Regions from separate parts of the Sus scrofa genome. Here regions 1 and 3 are each linked to region 2. The links are chromatin contacts, called in public HiChIP or PLAC-seq and promoter capture Hi-C maps. All regions are on one chromosome and are shown on one strand. The core of a region is the stretch at or near the end of the contact, and the rest is flanking DNA. Distances in the headings are between cores, read along the strand shown. Region 1 overlaps LMAN2 (vesicular integral-membrane protein VIP36). Region 2 holds the start of PDLIM7 (PDZ and LIM domain protein 7). Region 3 holds the start of RGS14 (regulator of G-protein signaling 14).

Region 1 (3,419 bases), core at 227-2,726, 170 kb before region 2:
GGCCCCTGCAGCATATGGAGGTTCCCAGGCTAGAGGTCTAATCGGAGCTGTAGCCACCGGCCTACGCCAGAGCCACAGCAACGCGGGATCTGAGCCGCGTCTGCAACCTACACCACAGCTCACGGCAACGCCGGATCGTTAACCCACTGAGCAAGGGCAGGGACCGAACCCGCAACCTCATGGTTCCTAGTCGGATTCATTAACCACTGCGCCACGATGGGAACTCCCCATTTCTTAATAATCATGGAAAGATTTGCATGCCGCTGGAATGAGCCCCACGATCCTCCTTTTCTTTCCCTTGCTCTCTCATGACTCATTCCACTGTTTGTTGTTTCAGCATCACTTTTCCCTTTCATAGTGGCCCTGAGACTAGTGTTTAGCATAGACCAAGTGTGGCCCAATCTCAGGATCTTCAGGATCTGCCCCAACATTCCCTCTTGGTTTTTTGTTTGTTTGTTTGCTTTTTAGGGCCACACCCATGGCATATGGAAGTTCCCAGGCTAGGGGTGGAATCAGAGCTACAGCGCCGGTCTACGCCACAGCCACAGGCACAGCAACACAGAATCCGAGCTACATCTGCGACCTACACCATAGCTCATGGCAATGCCGTATCCTTAACCCACTGAGAAAGGTCCTGGGATCAAACCTGCATCCTCATAGATACTAGTCAGGTTTGTTACTGCTGAGCCACAATGGGAACTCCGCTCTCTTGCTTTCATTTTAGCTGTTACAGATAACAATAACCAAGGGAGAATGTCTTTTACTTACTTCTTATAACTCTGAATTTCCTTATGCATCCAGTGAACCAACTTCTTGGCAGCTGATTCTGTCTTTTTTTTTTTTTTTTTTTTTCTTTCTGCTTTTTAAGGCCGCACCTGAGGCATATGGAAGTTCCCAGGCTAGATGTCGAATCAGAGCTCCAGCCTACAGCCACAGCCACAGCAACACAGGATCCGAGCCAAGTCTGTGACCTAAACCACAGCTCGTGGCAATGCCAGATCCTTAACCCATTGAACGAGGCCAGGGAGCTAACCCGCAACCTTATGGTTCCCAGTCGGATTCGTTTCCACTGTGCCAAAACAGGAACTCCTGATTCTGTCATTTCTAAATTTCATTATTGACTTTTGCCTTCAGTAACAAATCACAGTGCAGTTTTGCACTATAGTGAGCCCAAAGGCCCTGAAGGAATCAAAGCTTCATCTTACCTCACGTGCTCATCCAATTCCCAGAGACAGCAAGTGACTCACCCACCAGCACACTTTTCATACTCCAACCAACCCAGAGCCCACACCACCACCCTCACAATCTGGGTCACTCTCCCCCTATCCTAATCACCCCAGAGCCAGTTCCCACACAGCTTGGGTCAGCCCCTATATCCCGATGAAACTATTCCAATTAGCCAATTCTAAGCCTCATTACCATGCCTCACACATTCCCTCCTGCAGAAACCACAATAAAGACTCTTGCCAACACTTCCTCCTCTTCCTCCCTCTCTCTGCCTCCTGACTAACCCTGGTACTTCCCCATGTGGCCCTTCATGGCCTGGCATCTCTCCAGTTTTTAGGGAACTGTGAGTATCAACTTCTTCCTTTATGGCCATCATTTCTGTGTCTGTGTGTCTTACCAAATCTGATGAAAACAAATCTCAGGAACCTTTACAGCAATTGGCACAGTGAGCGGGAATGGTTACAAACTGCTCTTTGCTTACTAAGGGATCCACCAGACAGCACCCATGGCCAGGAGCCTGCCCTGTGCTGGCTTCTGCCTCAGGTTGCTTTTTGCAGGGTGTTGCTACGTATTCCCAACCTAAACTTTGCATGCTGAAAACTAAGTCCTCCTCAAGCTGCTGCATAGGCCACAGAATCAAGTGTCTGGGACTGAGTGCCCACGGGCACTCAACATCTTTCTCCAAGCAGGTGAAGCGTCGGGTCCAGGACAGAGTGCCTGGGGTGTATATGGAACCAGATACATCAGCTTCTCAAAAAGGAGTGACTACCTTCCTGGTGCCATGGGACAAGTCTGATCTGATCCATGGGCTGGGCAGCATTGACCATGGGTGGGGCCAACTGAGTCATTTATAGAAAATGCCTACTGGAGTTCCCGTGGTGGCCAGGCAGGTTAAGGACCCAACTAGCATCCATGAGGACATGTGTTTGATCCCTGGCCCCATTCAGTGGGTTAAGGATATGATGTTGCTGCAAGCTGTGGCATGGGTCGCAGATATGGCTTGAACCTGGCGTTGCTGTGGCTGTGGTGTAGGCCGGCCGCTGCAGCCCCAATTTGACCCCTAGCCCAGGAACTTCCAAATGTCGCAGGTGCGGCCCTAAACAGCAAAAAGAAAAAAGAAAAAAGAAAAAAAAGTGCCTATGGTCTAGGATGTTATGTGCTCCTGGGGCACCTGATAAACCACCTCCCTTTCTACCTCTGAGCTTTGCAGAGTCAAAACTCTGGCCTGTCCTGCGGAGAAGTGGGAGATTCTCCACCTACACACTCCCGTCTGCATCACAGGCCATTCATGGGCATAAGGGTATCCTCCTCAGGACGTCCTGTAAATGTCATTGCTTGGGTTGCAAAACCTCTCTGCCGCTGTCTGCTTACTACTGCGGCCATTTGTCCTCTGACCCAATGGGCTCTCAGGGCCCATCCCTGGAGACCAGTGGCTCAACATTTAACAGGGGAAAGGACAGGAACATCTGGGTCCAGCTCTCCCAGAACCCCGAGGACGGGGTCCAAGTTATGTTCACAGGCAGCAAGCCTGACCCGAGAAAGGTGTGATTACCAGAAGTCCAGATGGCTCAGAAATGAGTATTTGGGTTACACCACCAGGTAAGCCTCAAGATCTGCTAAGGCTATGGCTGAGGATGAAGACAGTTTAGAATGGATACAAGTCAACAAACAACAAATGCTAGAGAGGGTGTGGAGAAAAGGGTACCCTCCTACACTGCTGGTGGGAATGTAAATTGGTACAACCACTATGAAAAACAGTATGGAGATACCTCAGAAAACTAAACACGAAACTATCATACAATCTAGCAACCCGACTCTTGGGCATACATCTGGACAAAACATTCCTTGAAAAAGACACACGTACCTGTATGTTCATTGTAGCACTATCTGTGATAGCCAAAACATGGCAACAACCTGAATGTCCATCAACAGATGAATGGATTAAGAAGATGCAGTGTACACACACACACACACACACACACACAATGGAATACTACTCAGCCACAAAAAGAACAAAATAATGCCATCTGCAGCAACATGGATGGAACGAGAGACTCTCATACTAAGTGAATTAAGTCAGAAAGAGAAAGACAAATACCATATGATGTCACTTATATTTGGAATCTAACATAAGGCACAAATGAAGCTTTCCACAGAAAAGAAACTCATGGACATGGAGAACAGACTTGTGG
Region 2 (3,919 bases), core at 637-3,136:
AAGGCAATCCCCCTGCCACAGGGAGGAGCCGGCCCCTAGCTCCACCCCCACCAGGACAGGATCTCAGAAGCTGAAGTCAGAGTCCTAGAGACCCATCCCAACCCCTGCTTGGGGTCAAAGCCCACTCCATCCTGAATGGGACCAGTGGATGGGATGGAAGGTCCTCACACAGGCCGGGGAGAGGCACCCCTCACACACACAGACTGCTGGCCATCCCTGTGGCTGAATTCCAATCCCTGTTTTGCCACGGAGTTGCTGAAGGAGCCCTTTCACCTCTCCGAGTCCTGAGTTAGCTCATCTGGAAAAACAGGATGACAGTTGCTATTCCCTGGGTGGCAGTGAGAATGAAGTGAGATCCTGCAGTCAGAGAGCCCTGCCTGGGGCCTAGCTCCAAGCATTGCTCTCTCAAGGAGCTTAGACACTTCCTGGAGACCTCAGAATGGGCATCCCCCTGGGCCTTGGAGGTGGCCACAGGAGCTTCGTGGAACAGCATCAGGTACAGTGCAGTGCTAGGGAAGTGTGGGGGCTCCTCTCCTAGTATCTCCCTAGTTAGGTTGGTAGTCTTCGTGGCAGTGCCCACATATCTGGACCTGGGCACCTCCTGGCCTACCGGCCGTGGCTCACTCCTGTTCAGGCTCTTTCTGTCACCCACTGGAGATCTGAGCACCCCAAGACCCCTGGGGGAGCCCCTCCCTCAATCTAGGCTCACCCGGGAGATGGAGAGGGGCACATTGAAGTCCTTGCCCCCCTGCAGCCGGAAGCCCCAAGGTGCTGGCCCCTCCAGCACCACCTTGAAGGAATCCATGGTGCCGCTCCTGAGAGGAGAGAAAAGGTGAGCAGCTGGCATGGTGGGTACACAGGCAGGCCTAGCTCTGGACATCAGGCTTGGACTAGTGCCAGGAAGGCACGAGCAGACGCTGAGCACACCCAGGGCAAGGGTAGGAGGGTAACTTGTTAAGTTTGGCTGGGCTGCTAGCTGGCAGACTTCACTTTGGAAAGGCAGCGGCAACCCCCCTTCCCCAAGGGACAGGGTGGGTGAGGGGAGCCCGAATCCAGCCTTGAGATTCTTTTCATCCAGGAGTGGATCGCAGGGCTAATTTGGCTCTGGCTTCCCCCCAAGCCATCCTTGAGCCTGGAACTAGACGGCAAGGCCAGTCCGGGGCCGGCGTTCCTCCTTTCCCCCGCCCCCAGGTCCCGGCAGGCAGGCCACGGCTGGAGCCTGCTCGGACTATATAAGGCGTGTAAGCTGACACTGTGCGGAGAGCCAACGGAGGGAACACACGGGGGCTCGGGACGCGAGGGGGAGGGGAAGGGGGGGAGGCGGCTGGAGCGGGTACTAGCCATTCCCGGACTAGTCGAAGCTGCCGTGACCCAGGGCGAGACCCCTGAGCGCTGGGGGAACTGGGCGGGTGCGCGGCCCCTGCGTAGGTCGGTGGGGACTGGGACTTCAAAGCGTGGCCAGGAAGGGAATTCATCCTAGAGTTCAGTGGGGGTGATGCCTCCCCCACAGGCCTACCCTCCTGACGTGACTCGGTTTCCCCCTGGTTCCCCGCCCCGGCCCCATGCATTGGCCGAGTCCCGGGGGCAGGAAGCGGCGCAGGCGCCAATCGGCCCCGCCGCAGCCGGCTTCGCCTCAGGAAGGCGGGGGCGGGGGTAGCGGCTCCCGCACGCCGGAGGAAGCGCAGCTTTGGCCACGACCCCTAGTGCCCGCTGTGGCCCCTAACAGGCCTCTGCCCCCCCGCCTGGCCCAGCCCGAAACGCCCCGCACAGTCGCCTGTACCTGCTCGGCCCCTCCGGGGCGCTGCTCAGCAGCGGGCTCCAGAGAGCCGCGCTGGGATCCGCCGCCCGCGTTCTGGCCCCGCCCCCGCCGCAGACATCAGTTATGAGCCCGCTGGAGGGGGCGTGGCCTGTGGCCACGCCTCCGTCAAAAGTTGAGCCCATGAGCAGTCTCCCAGGCAGTAGGAAGCCCCGCCGAATCCTTCCGTACCGCCCAATCACGAAGTCCGGTCTCTCTTTGCGCTGTAAGGCAAGGCTCTCCCTGGTCCCCTTAATGGGGCGGGGCCTGGGTAGGGTGTGGGGGGGTCTGGGCTGCTGGACAGCCCAACCCGCGGCTCGCCCAGCCCCTTGCGCCTCCCTCTGGCCGAGTGAAAAGCAAGTCACCAAGCAAACCAGGCAGATCTGGACCTGAGTCATCTCTAAACCCTAGTTTCCTACTGGGAAAGTGGGACAGTAATACTCGCCTCACAGGCCACCGTGAAGATAGGCATAGTTTGGCGTAAGGCACAGCCATTGATAGCTCAAGAATATCTAAATCGGGAGTTCCCGTCGTGGCGCAGTGGTTAACAAATTTGATCCCTGGCCTTGCTCAGCGGGTTAAGTATCCGGCGTTGCCGTGAGCTGTGGTGCAGGTCGCAGACGCGGCTTGGATCCCACGTTGCTGTGACTCTGACCAGTGGCTATGGCTCCGATTAGACCCCTAGCCCGGGAATCTCCATAATGCCGCTCCTGCGGCGAGCGGCTCTAGAAAAGGCAAAAAGACACACAAAGACACACACACAAAAGGAATATCTAAATCGGACAGACTTGGTCTGGAAGAGGGAGGGGGTGAACCTTGGAGGTGGGGTTAGTTGAGGTCGACACAGGGGGAGCTTACAGTTAAGTTTGCAGAACACTCCACCAAAGGCAGCAGACAGAGGTATAAAGGCCTTTGGCTCCGCCCCGACCCTATGCCCTGCCCTCACTCCTACCCCCTGACCCTCCGAAGGTTTAGGGCTGACCCCCAAACTGTCGAGATAGTCCTGGTACCCCACTCCAGAGTGGGCAGCGCCTCCAGTGGGGGTTTCACAGACCCCACAGCCCCAATGCTAGCGCAGTGGGAGGAAATTGACCAGGGATCAGGATGGGCATCCACCCCTCACCTCCTTCTAGGGCATGGCTGTGGCTACTCTCCTACCTCCACCATCATCATTACATTTCCCCCTATTCTGCATCATTCCCCTCATAATATAAACTGTAAGAATTTTCACTTTTTTTTTTTTTTTTTTTTTGGCCTTTTCTCATTATAGGGCTGCACCCAGGGGCATATGGAAGTTCCCAGGCTATAGCCGCCGGCCTATGCCACAGCCACAGCAAGGCCACAACAGGAATTCCAGTTACTTCCTAATTTAAACTTTCATTTTCCCCACCTCCCTAACTCCTTCCTTACTTCAAGGAAAAAAAATAAAAACAGTGTTCATCTGGTTAGGCCAGTAAAAATCATGAAGTTTTCCTTCCTTTCTCATCTGTGTCATACCTCAGATTCTGTAGATTCCACCTTCTGACTCTATTCCACACCTGGCTGCCGTGTTTGTCCTTGCCACTTGTCTCGTGCTTGGACATCTCAGCAGTCTCTTAACAGATTTCCCTCTTTCTACCCTTGCCCAGTCCCCAGTCTTCTTCAAAATGGTATTTTTAAAGCAGAAATCACACCATACACCTTCGGCTTCTAGCATTTCAGTGGGATGGAGTTGCACCTAAGATAAAACTAAAGTCTTTCAGACACTAATAAACTACCTCCCCCACTTCTCCTGGCTCACTCTGCTCCAGCCATTCTGCCCTCCTCACTGTAAATACAGCAAATACATTCCTGCTTTAGGGCCTTTGCACTTGTGGCTCCTTCCGCTTGAAACACTTTCTCCCAGATATCTAAATAGGTTCTCAGAGTTCCTGTTGTGGCACAGTGGGTTAAGGACCTAACATTGTCTCTCTGAGGATGCAGATTCGATCCTTGGCCTTGCTCAATGGGTTAAGGATTTGGCATTGCCATAAGCTGTGGCATAGGTCACAGAAGCAGCACACATCTGGTGTTGCCAGGACTCTGGTGTAGGCAGCAGCTGCAGCTCTGATTCAACCCCTGGTCCAGGAATTTCCATTTGCTGCA
Region 3 (3,956 bases), core at 242-2,741, 140 kb before region 2:
AAATTAAAGTTTAGCAATGTGCCCAGGAGGAAAAGGACCTGAATTTATGGTGAAGAGTCACTTATTTTCTGCTTCTGAAATATTCAAGTCATGGCCTTAGAAGGAAGGGGGAGTGGAATAGAGGGTAGAATACGAAAGATGGGGTGTCACCTTTTCCTTGCAGAAAGTGGGGCCCAAACTGTAGTGCCTGGTAACTTCAGGGCTCTAGGAAAGCCCAAACTTCAGTAAAATACAAGTCTTCGTGGGTACATACATATGTAAGAAAGAGGCCAGGGATTTCCCTGGCGGCTCAGTGGGTTAAGGATCTGGCATTATCATTGTCATGGGTCAGGTCACTGCTGTAGTTCAGGTTCGATCCCTGGCCCAAAAACTTCTGCATGACACAGGCATGGCCAAAAAAAAAAAAAGGAAAAAAAGGGAAAGGGAATTCCCACTGTGGCACAGCAGAAATGAATCCAACTAGTATCCGTGAGGATGCGGGTTCAGTCCCTGACCTTGCTCAGTGGGTCTGGTGTTGCCATGAGCTGTGGTGTAGGTTGCAAATGTGACTCGGATCCCACATTGCTGTGCCTGTGGTGTAGGCCAGAAGCTGTAGCTCCAACTCGACTCAAAGCCTGGGAACCTCCATATGCCATGGGTGTGGCCCTAAAAGGGGGGGGGGCAAAAAAAAGCCAATAAGGACCCTGGCTAAAGGGACTGGGACTGGGCCAGGGCTGAGGAGGCAGACTACCCCTCTTCAGTCAACAGTACTTCACAAAAGTGGGACTTTTATGAGTGACTATGAATGCACACACACATCTTTGGGCACAGATGCACCTGGTCCATTCCCTGCCCAGCTGGGCAAGCACGTGCACACCTGGTTGCAAAGGTCACTGGGTTCATATGTGCCTTGTGCAGGTGTGCCTGTCACATGCATCTGTCCGAGGGACTGGGCACACTCATGACTGAAGGCCCAGGTATACCTGACAAGGGAGAACCCGCACACCTGAAGGATCTTGTGTGTATGTGACCATGCATGAGATGTATCCATTTGTCTGTACACCTGGGCATAGACCTGGGAGGGAGAGCCCAAAGGTGTCTCAGGACAGAGGTAGTAATGCACCCAGCTGCCAGGGGGAGGGGCACTGAGTGTGTGCATGCTCAGCACACAGCAGGTGTGGGATAGGTGTGTGCTGAGTAATGTAGACGAGTGGACATTCAGGTCCTGGTGCACAAGTTCCCATGTCCACAGAAGCCCCAGCAGGGTGTACAAAGTTTTCCAGGTGTGTGAACAGGCACTTCTGTGCCCAGACATGCCTATGGAGCTCCCCGGTCTGCGCCAGACCAGGCTGGGCTCCTCGCTGGGCACACAGAGGCCCCTGCTCTGTGTTGGTGCCTGAGTAGAGCACTGCCAAGGGTGTGTTGGCAGCATGTGCGCGCGGGCGCGTGAATGTGTGTGTGCGTGTGCGTGTGCATGTGTGTGTGTGTGTGTGTGTGTGTGTGTGTGTGAATGTAGGAAGAAGCATTCGCTCTCTTAGACCTTGCTTCTTTCTGTGGTTCGGTTTCTATAGAGACGCTTCCTGTGGCAGAGAAAAGAGGTAGTGAGCTGGTGTTTCAGGATGTGAGGGCCCGCAGGAGCGGAGCTGGGCTCTCTCTGCCGCCTGCCCATCACCGTGAAAGCTCTGACCGGCGCTGCCCGAAGTCCCCATGGTGGGCGCCTCCCGTGGCAGGGACCCGTGAAGAGCAGCGGCATGCCGGGGAAGCCCAAGCACCTGGGCGTCCCCAACGGACGCATGGTGAGTGTGGGCTCTAGGCCAGGCCCACGGGGAGGAGGTGGGTACACCCAGGGTGGAGCCCGAGAGGCACACCCGGTAGGGCTGGGCAACAGCCTGTGTGCTGCCAGCGGGCGGGAGAAGTTGGGGACAGATAGCAGCAGGTGGTGGGACCTGGTGCCCTCACCACAGGACCTTCCAGATGGCTCTGCTGGGGGACCTGGGGCCGCCCTGGGGATGAGACTAGAGGAGAGGCTTCTGGCCCAGTCCCCACTGCTCTCTTCCTTGCTACTTTGGCATCACCTGGGGTAGCAGGGAGACTGGGCATGGCCTTTGCCCCTTGACACCCCCTATACTGGCCTGAGCTCCCATACCTCACTCGGCCTCAGCAATATCGCCCCCCATGTCCTGATGCTCAAGGTCAGGTAAGGGGCAGCCCTTGCTGGGTCACTGCCCTCCCCCTAGACCTGTTCCCGAGGCTTCCTGCCAGAACTAGGAGCCCTTTGGCAGCCAGGGATGGGTCTGCAGGGTCAGGCCAAGTTGATACAGCTTCTGTCTGTTCTATTCCTGGACCACTAGGAAAGGTAGGGGGAGCTGGGTACTGGGATGCCCCTGGCTGCTGCCCCCTCCCCCAAACCTCTCCCTGGCTGTTTGGCATCTGGGTTAGAGCTGCTCTTAGAGTCCAGCTTCTTTATTCATTCAGCAGATGAGACAGGCTGTGCCGGGGCTTCTCTTCTTCTATCCCTAGGACAACAGCCCACTTGGCAGAACCCCAGTCCCTCCTAAAAACTCTGGGAAGTCCAGACAGTGTCCTAGTTTCTTACACAGCCCCAGCCTAGTACTGTGGGACAAAGCCAGTGGGTCCAGAGAGATGTGGTTTCCAATCTCAGCTCAGTTGTCCCTGGCTAGAGGGTCCTCTCTGACCCTCAGATTCTTCCTCTATAAAAATGAGAAGTTTGGAATGGATTTCAAAGGCTTGTTTAGATGATTAAGCCAAATGATGAATATGAGGCCCCTGATCCATTGTGGGGGTTCTATAACTGTCAGCCCCAATGCCCCCCACTCCATTCTCAGCCCCTCTTCAAGGACACTCTGCTTCACCATGAAGCTGAGCCACCACCTCAACCCCCGCTCCTCCTCCTAATTCCCAAGACCTATCTCTACACCCCTTCCTCCAGCATCTCTTTATTGGGTGGGAGAGAGATGAACCCCTCCAAGCTGGCCCAATCCCTCCCCCCTACCGCTATCTATACCATCAACCTAACTTTGAAAGTTCAAGCACCGGTGGGCCTCGCATTCCCACTCCGGAGGCATGACACTTGGCTCACTCCTCCCCGGGCATCCAGGCCAAGGGGGAACATGCCCACTCCCACACCCACCCCAGAGGGCAGCTGGGTAGATGCTTCCAAGCAGTGCCCAGAACAGCAGGGCAGCTGAGGGGGCCAGAGACAGATCCAGCCCTTGCCCGTCCCATGTCAACACATAGATACTATGCTCGAAGGTCATTCAGAGGAGGGAGGGCACCCAAGCTCTGCTCCCAGCCCTGGCAAGCCCACAGATGCCCTGGCCCCTTTCCGAGACTTTCACACGCAGCTTTATCTTTGCTCTTCCCAGGCTCATTCTAAACTCTCTGTGCTGCCTCTTGGAATCCCAAGGGTTACTGCTTGGCCACTTGCTGGCCATTGGGCAGCTTTCTGAGACCATGCTCAGCTGAGACAGGGAGGGACAACAGGCATCAGCATCTGTGGGCCAGCTGTCAGTCTCCTTCCATGAGCTGCCTCTTGACGGAAGCTCAATGGAGTACATGACAAGCTGAGGGCAGCTGGCAAGTAGAGGGAGTCACGTTTGAATGGACCAATCTGACTCCGTGCCAGGGCCCCTCCACCCCCCAGAACTGCCTGGCTCTGTCCTCCCCCACCTCCCCCTGCCGCCACCCGCACCCGCCACCACCATCGTTCCCTGCCAAGGCAGCTTCATGTGTCAGCCTCATCTTTCTGCCACTCAGCTAGTCAGGCAGCTGCAATGAAACCTGTCACTTAGAGATGGCTCTCAGCCCCTCCCAGACATGCCTCCATACAGCCCCAATCTCGCCCCTTCATTTGGTCACTCACTCATTCATTCAGCAACCCCTCCTCAGGGCTCGCTCAGTGCTGGCCCTATCCGGGGCATCAAGACCCAGGCCCGTCACCCTATCCCTGGCCCTCA

What was found. Promoter capture Hi-C pulls out the DNA fragments that hold promoters and counts their contacts. HiChIP or PLAC-seq counts read pairs in DNA pulled down with a chosen protein or histone mark.
Region 1: a contact with region 2 is called in an H3K27ac HiChIP or PLAC-seq map of alveolar macrophages. The contact joins the enhancer-like site here to the promoter of PDLIM7 in region 2. A contact is called at or near these places in 7 of 47 Hi-C or Micro-C datasets (blood, embryonic fibroblasts, epiblast stem cells and 3 more) and 1 of 2 datasets of contacts at active chromatin or transcription factors (alveolar macrophages).
Region 3: a contact with region 2 is called in a promoter capture Hi-C map of fetal liver, with 2.2 times the contacts expected there. The contact joins the promoter of RGS14 here to the promoter of PDLIM7 in region 2. A contact is called at or near these places in 1 of 5 promoter capture datasets (fetal liver), 3 of 47 Hi-C or Micro-C datasets (heart right ventricle, liver and skeletal muscle) and 1 of 2 datasets of contacts at active chromatin or transcription factors (alveolar macrophages).

What each region holds. Positions count from the first base shown.
Region 1 is chr2:80,621,923-80,625,341 of Sscrofa11.1, reverse strand. The region is part of intron 7 of LMAN2 (vesicular integral-membrane protein VIP36); the gene reads right to left. Among named protein-coding and RNA genes, the nearest start is that of MXD3, 13 kb to the left of the region's middle. Within about 2 kb of position 1,476, at least 4 of the 83 cell types and tissues checked have an H3K27ac peak or open chromatin away from gene starts, as enhancers often do. A contact at or near this core is called in alveolar macrophages, where this site is marked.
Region 2 is chr2:80,450,980-80,454,898 of Sscrofa11.1, reverse strand. PDLIM7 (PDZ and LIM domain protein 7) reads right to left here and starts at 1,886. Exons shown (of 13, transcript XM_021084381.1): 1 at 1,781-1,886; 2 at 710-815. The coding sequence starts at 805.
Region 3 is chr2:80,587,533-80,591,488 of Sscrofa11.1, reverse strand. It overlaps RGS14 (regulator of G-protein signaling 14), which reads left to right and starts at 1,491. Exons shown (of 15, transcript XM_005661452.3): 1 at 1,491-1,775. The coding sequence starts at 1,731.